Regions from separate parts of the Sus scrofa genome. Here region 2 is linked to region 1. Evidence: chromatin contacts called from public HiChIP or PLAC-seq data. All regions are on one chromosome and are shown on one strand. The core of a region is the stretch at or near the end of the contact, and the rest is flanking DNA. Distances in the headings are between cores, read along the strand shown. Region 1 holds the start of PARPBP (PCNA-interacting partner). Region 2 holds the start of WASHC3 (WASH complex subunit 3).

Evidence for each region. HiChIP or PLAC-seq counts read pairs in DNA pulled down with a chosen protein or histone mark.
Region 2: an H3K27ac HiChIP or PLAC-seq map of alveolar macrophages shows a contact between it and region 1. The contact joins the promoter of WASHC3 here to the promoter of PARPBP in region 1. A contact is called at or near these places in 1 of 5 promoter capture datasets (liver), 3 of 47 Hi-C or Micro-C datasets (alveolar macrophages, embryonic fibroblasts and heart right ventricle) and 1 of 2 datasets of contacts at active chromatin or transcription factors (alveolar macrophages).

What each region holds. Positions count from the first base shown.
Region 1 is chr5:82,087,537-82,093,939 of Sscrofa11.1, forward strand. It overlaps PARPBP (PCNA-interacting partner), which reads right to left and starts at 4,410. Exons shown (of 11, transcript XM_021092657.1): 1 at 3,766-4,410. It overlaps NUP37 (nucleoporin Nup37), which reads left to right and starts at 3,903. Exons shown (of 10, transcript XM_021092659.1): 1 at 3,903-3,992; 2 at 5,871-6,080. The coding sequence starts at 5,904.
Region 2 is chr5:82,152,833-82,159,241 of Sscrofa11.1, forward strand. WASHC3 (WASH complex subunit 3) reads left to right here and starts at 2,421. Exons shown (of 13, transcript XR_002344197.1): 1 at 2,421-2,597; 2 at 2,909-3,020; 3 at 3,162-3,260.

The DNA of each region.
Region 1 (6,403 bases), core at 3,160-5,659:
AACTTCTTTGCAGAACAGATGCTGACTCAAAGACTTTGAAAAACTTACGGTTTCTAAAGGAGCCAGTTTGGGGGGTGGGGTAATGCACTGGGGGTTGGTGATGGAAATCCTATAAAATTAGATTGTGGTGATCATTGTACAACTATAAATGTAATAAATTCATTGAGTAATTTTTTAAAAAGTCATACAGGAAAAGAGGTTAAATTACTGCATATATGTATGAGTTGGATTTTTTTAAAAAGTAAATATATCTAAACTTAAAAAAAATTTAAAAAGCAAACAAAAACAGAGGGAACCTCAAACTTACAAGCTTTTGTACAGCAAAGGGAAAAGTAAAACAAAAAGACAACCTAGAGAATGGAAGAAAATAGTTGCAAACAATGCAACTGACAAGAAAATAGTTGCAAACAATGCAACCTAGGGAATGGAAGAAAATAGTTGCAAACAATGCAACAACTCATACAACTAAACAAGAAAAAACGAATGACCCAATTGAAAATGGGCAAAAGACCTAAATAGATGTTTCTCCAAAAAAAAAAAATATATAGAAGGTCAGTAGGTAAATGAAAAGATGCTCAATACTGCTAATTATTAGAGAAATGCAAATCAAAAGTACAATGAGGTTCCACCTCATACCAGTCAGAATGGCCATCATTAACATGTCTACAAATAACAATGCTGGAGAGAATGTGGTGAACAGGAAACCCTCCTACACTGCTGATAGAAGTGTAAATTGGTACAACCACTATGGAGAACAGTATGGAGGTTCCTCAGAAAACTAAGTATAGAATTACCATATGACCCAGCAATCCCACTCCTGGGCATATATCCAGACAAAACTATAATTCAAAAAGACACATGCACCCCTACGTTCATAGCAGCACTATTCACAATAGCCAAGACCTGGAAACAACCTAACTGTCCATCGACAGATGAATGGATTAAGAAGGTGTGGTACATACACATGATGGAATACCACTAAGCCATACAAAAGAATGAAATAATGCCATTGGCAGCAATACGGATGGACTTAGAGACTCTCGTACTAAGTGAAGTAAGAAAGAGAAAGACAAATACCGTATGATATCACTCATATGTGAAATCTAAAATATGACACAAATGAACCTATCTACAAAACAGAATTACAGACATAGAGAACAGACTTTTGGTTGCCAAGGTGGAGTGGGGAAGAAAGGGATAGACTGAGAGTTTGGGATTAGTAGATACAACTATTACATTTAGAATGGATAAACAATAAGGTCCTGCTATATATAGCACAGGGAACTATATCCCATCTCCTGGGATAGACCATGATGGAAAATAATGTAAGGAAGGGAATGTATACATACGTATGACTGCATCACTCAGATCTGAGCTGCATCTGTGACCTATGCCACATGTTGCAGCAAAGCTGAATCCTTAACCCACTGAGAGAAACCAAGGATTGAACCTGCATTCTCACAGACACTATGTTGGGTTCTTAACCCACTGAGCCAAAATGGGAACAATCCCTCGCAAATTTTTTAAATTAAAAAAATAAAGATACAAGTAACAGAGTTTAATTAAAGTAGCTAGAGAAGGAGTTCCCTTGTGGTGCAGCAGATTAAGGATCAGGCGTTTTCATTATAGTGGGGCTTGGGTGACTGCTGTGGAGGTTTGATCTCTGGCCAAGGAACTTCCACATGCTGCTGGCACAACCAAAAAAAAAAAAAAAAAAAAAGAAAGAAAGAAAAGAAAGAGCAGCTCCAACTGAGTAAACAGTAAAATTTTCTTCAAAACATCACTGTCATCTCTTAAAAGGAAAAAAAAAAAAAGAAAGTAGAAAAGTAAAGCTTCAATGATATAATCAGTTTGCCTGAAATAAATTTTTAGTAGTAAATTATTTACTGGTATTATTTAAAGATATTATAAATTCAGACTGCTAAGAATGAAGGCTAATCTGGAATTAGACTGTTCGGAAGCCTGGCTTCACCAGTTACAAGCTGTGAAAATTTCTCCAAGTTATGTCACCTCTCCCTGCCTCAGCTTCCTTGTACTGAAAATGAAAATAATAATAGTCCTGGAGTTCCCATCGTGGCGCAATGGTTAACGAATCCAACTAGGAACCATAAGGTTGTGGGTTCGGCCCCTGGCCTTGCTCAGTGGGTTAAGGATCCGGCGTTGCCGTGTGCTGTGGTGTAGGCTGTAGATGCGGCTCAGGTCCCTTGTTGCTGTGGTTCTGGTGTAGGCCGGTGGCTACAGGTCCGATTGGACCCCTAGCCTGGGAATCTCCATATGCCACGGAAGCGGCTCTAGAAAAGGCAAAAAGACAAAAAAAAAAAAAAAAAGACAAAAGAAAATAATAATAGTCCTATCTCACAGGATTTTGTGAAAAGTAAATGGCATAAATACAAGTTAAGCTTTTAGAACAATGTCTGGCACATATAAAAGTCAATAACCTCAGAGTTCCCTTGTGGTGCAGCAGGTTAAGGGTATAGCATTGTCACTGCAGTGGGACAGGTTTGATCCCTGCCCTTGGAACTTCTGCATGTCCCAGGTGCCCAGGTGATGCCAAAAAAAAAAAACTCCACAAAAACAAAATACAAGAAAAAAAGGTCAATAGTCTTATCCAGGGGTCAGCACACTTTTGGAAAAGGTCAAATAGTAAACATTTAAGTTGTGGAGGCCATAAAGTCTCCGTTACAACTATGCAACGGTGACCTTGCAGTGTGAAAATAGCCATAGACAATACATAAACAAATAAGCATACTTGCACGTCAGCAAAACTTCACAGAAAAGGGAAATTTGAATTTCATGCAATTTTTACAAAACACAAAATACTACTCTTCCTTTGATTTTTTTTCCAACCATCCAAACATGTAAAACCCATTCTTAGCTTAGGAACTGGCTACACAAAAACAGGAAGTATCACCAGTTTGCCAAGCCTGGTTTAGTCTGGACTCTTCCAGTAGCTAGCTGGCTGTGGGAGTCCAGGCAATAAACTTTACATTACTGCCTAGGTAGAGGTATAATACCCTCCAGAAATCAATGAGACAATGAATATAAAAGCATTCAAATGTCAGGCTGCACTATACAAAAACAGTAGTAGAAGGCGGCAATGATTCTAAACATTTGCTTTTAAAAATTAGATTCCAGGCTGCACTGCACCAAAAATTGAAAGGAGGGGAAATGTCACTGGGGAGGCAGGGTGAGACGGCTACAAGAACTACATTTTTGAGTCAGACCATCCAGGGTCTACATCAGGGTCCCCATTTATTGGCTGTATGTCCTTCAGTATTTAAAACCTGATGAGCATAAACTTCTACATCTGTAAAACAAGGAAGATATCTCCTACCTCACATTATGAGACATTAGTAAGACAAGTAAATAATCCACCTAGTGCCGGGTACTTAGTAGGTGCTCAATAAAAAACGGCAGTCAGTTGCTGCCCAGGGTCAGAATACAGGTCCGAACAGTTCCTTGGGAGGATGTAACAAGGAGAAGGCGAAAGTGGGGAATTGGAGTCTATATGTCTTAGGACTGGAATCCTGATTTTCTGACTAACTAATGAATCTAAGTAGGGCTCACAAAGCCTTCCAGCTCCATCACTGGGTCCTACGAATTGTTTAACACCCCCAAACCAAACCAAGCTCCAGAGCAAAGACTGCACAAATAATACCCTAGACCATCACATGTGCTTTGCTGGTTACCGAAAAATCCTCACAAGTCGCGGCTTGAAGCGCCACTTAAAGTGTGACAGGCAGGTGAGGAAGAGGTGACACTCACCTGACTGAAGGGAGACAGGAAAAGCGCCGACTCGCCTGAAGAAAGCTCTGGCCCGACTACAGCTCGGCGACTGTGCCCGTGATCGCGGGTTTACACTTTAAATCTCGCGGGAGAGCCCGGGAGCCAATCATCGCTCCCGCCCTCTGACCCGGAAGCAGAGTCGGCGCGCGCCGCTGCAGCCCCCACCGGACGCCAGCTCCCCTCTAGCTGCTTCCAGGCGCAATCTGGTGCGTATCGCGCGTGAGCCCAAGGGACCGCCCCGCTCTGCTACCGGCTGCCCCGTGCCCCCACCTTATCCCTGAGAGTTCCTCCTCTCTCCAGGACCGTTCCCCACTACTCTTCCTTCAGACCTCAGGTTCGGGGAGGTGATAGCGGCGTCTCGCGGGATTGCCTGGATTTGGAAGAGGTGTCAGGGCTCTGCAGACACTTCTCTTGTTCCCTCCTTCCTCTGTCCCAGCAGTAGTAGAGGGGCAAGTCCAGCCTACCTTGTACAAAGAGAACTTGAGAACGTAATTAGACTGGGCGCTACTTTAATGAATCATTAGGAACTGAGTTTCCTGATCTGGGATCTTTTGCACTTCCCACATCTTACCTGCTTGTCACCCTTAACAAATGTTCAGCCTCCGATACCCACTCGTAAGGTTTATAGACTTCCCGAGGTGGAACTCATCTGATTCTCAGTAAACATGCATCAGGTATTTGACCTGTTTGTTATCGAGCCCAGCTGTTTTCAGGACAACCCCTACCATCCAGTAAAAAAAAAGGGGGGGGGGACCTTTTTAGAATCATTTGGGAATGCTACTTCCAGAATGCACCCCAGGTTTATAAATGGTTAGTTGTTTTGTGCCTGGTTTTATGAATATTATTCTTATATTTTTGCTCTCCTTCCTCCGGATTCTATATTTTGTATTTACTTATATCGTAGCACTTTTCACCCTGAATCATAAATAACCCTGGATTGTGAGCTCCTTCAAGGCAGGAGTCTGTGTTTTTCTTCTCTACTACTAGTGCTCAAAAGATAGGACATAAGAGGGGCCGTGACCCTGCACAACTGCTCCTTATGCATAAGAAATTTAACTAAGAAATGTAGCAGGGAACAGGTTAAGAACAGCCACAATCTTCAAGTTATTGGAGGAAGTGACATGCTTTCCTTTGGGTGGACCTGGTCTCAGTGCTTTGTCGAAAATAAGCCACAATGGAAAAAAATTTTTCTTTCTTAAACAATTTTTTAAAAAAGAAAGTCTTTCAAATTCTAGCTGTTCTTGGAGTTCCCGCCGTGGCTCAGTGGTTAACAAATCCGACTAGGAACTATGAGGTTGCAGGTTCTATCCCTGGCCTTGCTCAGTGGGTTAAGTATCTGGCGTTGCTGTGAGCTGTGGTGTAGGTCGCAGACGCGGCTAGGAACCCAAGTTGCAAAAGTCAAATTCTGGCTCCTCTTATGAGCTTGGCACGCTAGTTAACCTCCCCTATTTTTTCTTTCTTTTTTTTTTTTTTTTTTTTGTCTTTTTGCCATTTCTTGGGCTGCTCCCGCGGCATATGGAGGTTCCCAGGCTAGGGGTCCAATCGGAGCTATAGCTGCCAGCCTACGCCAGAGCCACAGCAACGCAGGATCCGAGCCGTGTCTGCAACCTACACCACAGCTCACGGCAACGCCAGATCGTTAACCCACTGAGCAAGGGCAGGGATCGAACCCGCAACCTCATCATTCCTAGTCGGTTTCGTTAACCACTGCGCCACGACGGGAACTCCAACCTCCCCTATTTTTATAAAATAGGAACCATAGGTAATACCTCCCTTTTAGGTTCGTACAAGTGTTAGACATGATAATGTCAGGAAATTACTTAACATGGCGCCTGCAAGGAGTGCTCCGTAAATGTCAACCATCATTAATTTTTAATGAATGTATATATTAATGTAGTTCTATCTTTAAGTACTGATTTTATCTTTTGAACAGTGTAAACAGAATTTAGTGGTGACACACTGCAAGTATTATTTAAAGTATTTAAGTAATTTTTTTAGCTATTTTTCGTCACATTATTATTTTGATTAATTTGTTGAAAATAGCACTTTGACCATTTCTGTCTGTGTTTGTGCTTAATCCACAGTTTCGTGACCTTTTCCGATAGACGGGTATTTTTATGCAAGTTTTGCCATACAGGATGAAGCAAGATCCCACAAGAAATGCTGCCTACACTGTGGATTGTGAAGATTATGTGCACGTGGTAGAATTCAATCCCTTTGAGAGTGGGGATTCAGGAAACCTGATTGCTTATGGTGGCAATAATTTTGTGGTCGTTGGCACATGTACATTTCAGGTTAGTGTATAAAACTGCAATGAATGACAGTGAAATGTTTCGCTGATAAAAGGACTTATACAGACTTCAGTAAACTGGCTAAACTTTGGAAGTATATTGAGTTCGAATGTAAAACAAAAATGGTATGAAGATATTCTCAGTAATATATGCCTGATATTTGTGCAAACAATAAAAAAGTAGTGAAAAAGAAGAATACAGTTGACCCTTGAACAACATGGGTTGAACTGCATAGTCCACCACTTATACATGGATTATTTTCAGGAGTAAAAACTAGGATACTACAGGATCTGCATTCGGTTAATCTGCTGATGTGGAGAAACTGC
Region 2 (6,409 bases), core at 1,171-3,670, 63 kb after region 1:
CTTTCTTTCTTTCTTTCTTTCTTTCTTTCTTTCTTTCTTTCTGGCCAAATGGCATGCAGAAGCTCCCAGGCCAGCAATTGAACCCATGCCACAGCAGTGACTTGAGCCACAGAAGTGACAATCCAAGATCCTTCACCCTCTGTGCCACAAGGGAATTCTGAGAGTTCTTTTTTTCTAGGATTCTATAACTGTGTTTGTAGCTTCTATTCATCAAAGGGACAATTATTAACTATATTTTCTTATTTTCTCTATTCCTGGAGCTCTGGCATTTGTGGCCTTATAGACTCTGGGAAAGACTACATCTCCCAAGACTAGCTAGTCCAAAGACAGTCAAACAATTTACTTGGAAGTGTGTTTTTCACATGCAACCCAACCGATCACAGCCCCTTACCCCTAACCATCTCCTTATCTAAACTCTCATTCCCTAAGCCAATATTTCCCCTGCCCTAAATCAACCCAGGGCCAGGCACAGACAGCAGAGAGAGCTCCTGTGCCCCAAAGCCCACTGGAATCATTCACACCAGCCAATCTTCACCTGTTTCTCCTGCCCTGCTTGCCTTTCCCACAGAAATCCCAAAAAAGGATATGGCCTAGGCTTTCGTCTGGTTCCTGCTTCTGTCTCCCTTCTAACGAAAATCTGGCATTTCCCCTTTGGCCCTGTGTGACATGGCACCCCCTTCTCTTGGGAAATGTAAGTAACACATTCTTTCAATGGTATCAACCTTTCTGTCATCATTCAGTCATCTCCATAAATTAAAGTCTGTGGGGACAAATGCAACAGAAGGAACTTTCCCCAACCCCCTTAATGAAAGCAAGCTTTCTTAGTCACTAGGCTTTATGCTCTTTTATTGGGGACCTCCTGCTCCACAACTGTAAATATCTCAGATCTCTTCTCTTGAGGTACACCACTTTTGCAGAGGAATCCAGTCTCTCCTGCTTAGAAAAGCCTACAACCCAACTTTCTGAGTGAAACTAGGAAAGCCACAATTAAAAGAAGGAGCCTGAAACAATGGATTCTTAACTAGGCTAGATTATACCTAGCTTGGAATGAATAACTAGGCTAGAATTCCTTTACTTAACCAAGCCCCAATAGATGATGTGTATCACTCCTGAGGGATGGGGGAAGAGGGACAAGAGACACTTACATTTATTTTCCCACTATTCTGAACCAACACTATACCCCTCTAACTGTTCATTCTGAAACAAAGGAGGAAAAAAGAAAACAAAAGAAAAATAGGAACTCAATGCTAATGATTTCCCTCACCTAAGAACCAATTCATGAAGAAATTAAATAAGTGATTTTCTAGTTACAGGCTCTGAAAATATAACTATTATTTTTGTTTTTGCTTTTTAGGGCCACACTTGCGGCATATGGAGGTTCCCAGGCTAGGGGTCTAATCAGAGCTACAGCTGCCAGCCTACACCCACAGCCACAGCAACACCAGACCCAAAGCACATCTGTGACCTACACCACAGCTCACAGCAACACTGGATCCTTAAGCCACTGAGCGAGGATCGAACCCACAACCCCATGGTTCCTAGTTCCAGATTCGTTTCCACTGCACCACGATGGGAACTCCTGAAAACATAACTACTGAAAAATGCTTTAAGACCTTTTAATTTAACAGATATGTTATATGCAGGTGGGATTCATGGACTCTGCCTTTTTAAATCAGTATTCGTTACAATTTACTTCTTTTGTCTCCAAAATGCACTACAGTAATTGAAATCTGGTAATCCATTTCCAATGAGAGAAAGCCTGGAGAAAGGACACGGGTATTTCAGAGGATTTCAGGAAGATGACCAAGACTTCTAGCTATAGATTGTTTTTAACAGCCCTGGAAATTCAGTTATTATGTTGTGAGTGGCACTGCCTTCAGGAGCTATGGAAGAGTGATGAAGAGTATCATCAAGAATCCTAGGAGGCAATGAGAAAGTCCCACTCTTCCGTTAACTAGAATTATATCTCACAGAATTATACTTGTCTTTTCTTTTTTTAAGAAACCAAACCACTTTGGAGAATTTCTGTTAATTGGCCAATTTTAGATAAGTTAATATTTTTATAGTTCTATAGATACATATACTCAACCTGATTAAATTAGGGCCCAGGGGCCAATCTGGCACTTAGTATGTTAAAAATAACAACAAAAACAAACTATATATATATTTTATTAACGAATGCCTCAGCTGCCTTATACGAGAGACAACACTAAGCAGAGGGATAACCTCAAACAGTCGGGATGCTTTACTTTTCCCCGCCCCATTTTTAAAATCTTGCGAGAAGAGAATTTCACCCTTTCTAGACTCGGCGCTCTTCGTCCGACGTCACAATCCGGAACTAAAACTACCAATCCCAGAATGCCTTGCGAAGGGGTGGGCTCTCCGGAAGCCGCCGAGTGATTGGCGAGAGGAGGCGTTTCCTTCCGGCGGGAAGAACCCGGGAGGCGGGGACTGGGGGGAGGTGTTCGTAAGCTATTACCGGGTTGGGCTGGCCTGGTCGGGGAGGGGTGTGTGGGTGAACCCTGTGTCCCGTGCCCGCTGAGGAGATGGATGAGGATGGGCTTCCTCTCATGGGGTCAGGCATAGACCTGACTAAGGTTTGTAAAAGATGGAGTTGAACTCAGGTGACCTGGGAGGAGGATGGGGAAGGGACGCCGGGTTCCCAGGGAGACCACATCTCTCTAAGCCCAACGCTGTCCTAGGCCTGTCTCATCTCTCTCCGGAGGGAGAGTCCCATAGTTTGCCCTTTAAAGAGGTCCCTCCTGAGGTAAGGAAGGGCGGGGGCAGTGTAGTGTACCTCTCCCAGGCTTCGCTTCCCAGGTCACGAGTCCCTGTCCTCAAGGGTGAACCACTGGCGACACGGGCCAGTTCCGATTTCTAACCCTACCTCTTTTATTCGGCCCTTAAGGTTTTCGTGTGTTTACGTGTTGCCTATACCTGCGGAAGTTCGCTCTTGTGAATCCAGAGCCCTTTCTCAAACTTTGCAGCATCTGTCATCTTTGAACACCCCACCCCCACAGGTTAGGAAAACAAGTTAATGACTATTGGCAGAACTTCCAGTAACTCATATCACACAGAGAAACGCCCCTTTATTAATATCGAGGGGATTGCACGGTGTACCTTCCTCCTGTACGGATCATGTTTATTTTTACGCAACACAGGTGCCAGCTATTCAACAGAAAAGAACGGTGGCATTTCTAAACCAATTTGTGGTGCACACTGTACAGTTCCTCAACCGCTTTTCTACAGTTTGTGAGGAGGTAGGTCCAGTGGTGTTGGTCTAATGTGTAGCCCAGATATCACCTCGCACTTTTGAAGGTAGCAAATGACTAAAACAAGATTTACAGTCTGTGTATTCATATACCGTGACCTCTTCTCACCCAATTATTATGTTAATATACCTTAAATCCTCTTTGGTTCTATTACCGTCTTCCTGCAGCCCATCTCTGCTGAATTAAACTTCTGAGACTTTTGTGAAGCAGTTCACTAAGGCTTACTGTAATTGAAGATAATAATTGTATTTCACAGTTAAAGACATTTTTTATTTTGAAATTGGTTATGTTTCTCCTACCTCAAAGATTTACGTTTTAGGTGTACATTATTTTACATTGCTTGATCCAAAAGATGATTGAGGAGGTAGCCTAGAAATGTAACTTTGGCATCAAATATCATCATGGAAATAAAAGTAAAAATACGGAGTTCCCTGGTGGTGCAGTGGGTTAAGGACCAGGCCTTGTCACTGCTGTGGCTCATGTTTGATCCCTGGCTCTGGAACTTTTTTATGCCAGAGGTGAGGCCAAAAAAAAAAAATAATAAATAAAATACTTTGTGCATATGACTTATGAAGTAAGGATAAAGTAGCTCAGTTACAGATTAGGTACCAGATCTAGGGACGACTGTCTTATAAAAAGCTAAAAAAGAGAATGGGTTGAAATTAGGTTTAAGAAGGAAGAAAGGGGACAAGGAAATGTTTTGAAACCAAAAGATGGTGTTTTTGCTCAGTTTTCTTTACTTCTTGAGGATTGCGTCAAAACCTAGGGCCCCGTTTTGTTGTCATGAACCACCTGAGTGCTGAAGTTACTGTTCACCCTTTGACTGAGTATCCTCCCCAGTCAAATCCTTGAATTGAAACTGTTCTTGTAGAGGAATTGTTGCTGCCTGAAAGGTGTAAGAGTCAAGATTGTTGTCATTGGGAACAGGATACACATATACACTTTAATGTTAAAGAAAACCCCCCCATTGGTATCATGGTATTTCTCTATGCTTGCAAATTCTACTTTCCAAAAGTTCAGTGACCACTTAAAGCTAAATACGCTTTTAGGGATGATTTAAACAGAAATTAAAATGATTTCATTAAGAAGTCAAGGTCTGGGAGTTCCCGTTGTGGCGCAGTGGTTAACGAATCCTACTGGGAACCATGAGGTTGCGGGTTCGGTCCCTGCCCTTGCTCAGTGGGTTAACGATCCGGCGTTGCCGTGAGCTGTGGTGTAGGTTGCAGACGCGGCTCAGATCCCGCGTTGCTGTGGCTCTGGCGTAGGCCGGTGGCTACAGTTCCGATTCAACCCCTAGCCTGGGAACCTCCATATGCTGCGGGAGCGGCCCAAGAAATCGCAACAACAACAACAACAAAGACAAAAAAAAAAAAAAAAGAAGTCAAGGTCTGGAGTTCCCTTGGGGCACAGCAATTTAAGGATCTGGTACTGTCACTGTCTGGCTTGTGGCGCTGCTGCGGCATGGGTTTAATCCCTGAAAAAAAAACAAACAAACAAAAAAAATCAAGGCCTGCTTCATGAAATACCGTGAGAATACCTAGAGACTTCCCAGTCCTAGCCATTCTCCTACTTTTTGTACAATATGTGATGTATCTCCATTCCAGTTGCATTTTGATTGACACAATAAAAATGTTTCCAAGAAGTTAACTAGTAAATACCAATTTTTGTCAGTTGAATTATTGTTAACTTGTGCTTGTGAAGCTATTGTAAAAATCTTATTAATTTTTGAAAATCAAATAAACCCACCCCCCCAAAAAAAAAGAGAAAAGAGGAAAATGTGATAATCACAGCTGAGTCAGTTAAACAATATTTAGTTCGTTATGTCTTATATATAACATAAGGTAGGGAATCAGCATATAGTTTTTGTTAGATATGTTATTAATAAAAATTGCATGGAGCCAGGAAAACTGTTTTCGTCTGTATAAGATTCCAGCTGTTCTTTTGTCTAGTTATCAAAATCACTTCTGCCTTCTCACTAAGACAAAAGAAATTGAAATATATGATAACTGATAGAGTAAGGGGCTCAAGTCAATATTTTTTTCATCTAACAGGCCCAGAGTCTAGGTGCTTGCTTCCTTGAACTTTGTATTATTCTGCTGCCTCTATAAATGGCGTATAGAACTGACTGACTAAAAAGCAGTGAGTCAAGGATTTAACCTTTCACTTGTTAAACCAAGGTAGTGTGGAGGAGTATCTGAAGAAAGGATATTAGCAGAGAAGTGCTCCAGGGCCATAATTCTTATCACCAGGTTAAAAAACAACAACAGGGAGTTCCCGTGGTGGCTCAGTGGATAACGAATCCCACTAGGAACCATGAGGTTTTGGGTTCGATCCCTGGCCTTGCTCAGCGGGTTAAGGATCTGGTGTTGCCGTGAGCTGTGGTATAGGTCACAGACGCAGCTTGGATCTGGTGTTGCTGTAACTCTGGCGTAGGCTGGCGGCTACAGCTCTGATTCGACGCCTGGCCTGGGAACCTCCACATGCTGTGGGAGCAGCCCTAGGAAAGGCAAAAAGACAAAATAATAATAATAATAAATAATAACTAAATAAATAATAAACAACAACAAAACAAGCAACAGACACATCTATAAAAGCAGCTTCCTTGAGCTGCCCTGAGGTAGGGGTAGCCTTGCACCTTTGTGGGGCCTGACAGTTTTCACTGTCTGAGGAGTGAGTGCTGTTTTCTGAAGACTAGATCAAATATAACCCTAATTGTCTTTTGTTTATTGGTTGCTCATGCATTATCAAAGCCTCATGATTCATTCTTTCCCGTTGTGTTCCTCTCTCAACTCTCCGCCTCAACCTTTGCAACTGTTTTGACTATATACTCTTTAGTTCTTCCTTGACCTCTAGAGAAGTTTGTTGACCAGAAATTCATGAAATTGAAAGGTAGTTTATTGCCTTTTTCTCCTTAATGGATGATAATCTAGGGTTGGTTGTAACTTATTATTTACAATTCCTGTTTTAGCAGTTTGGATATTTATGTCAGTTGTAGACTTTTTACTTGGTGTGATGACATTATTTAATATTTATTGTGTGCTTATTGCGTGCTAGGCATTGTACTAAGTGCTTTATATGCATTTAAATCATCATATCTCAGCCCTTTGACAGAGGTCTAATTAGCTCTTTATTTTTTA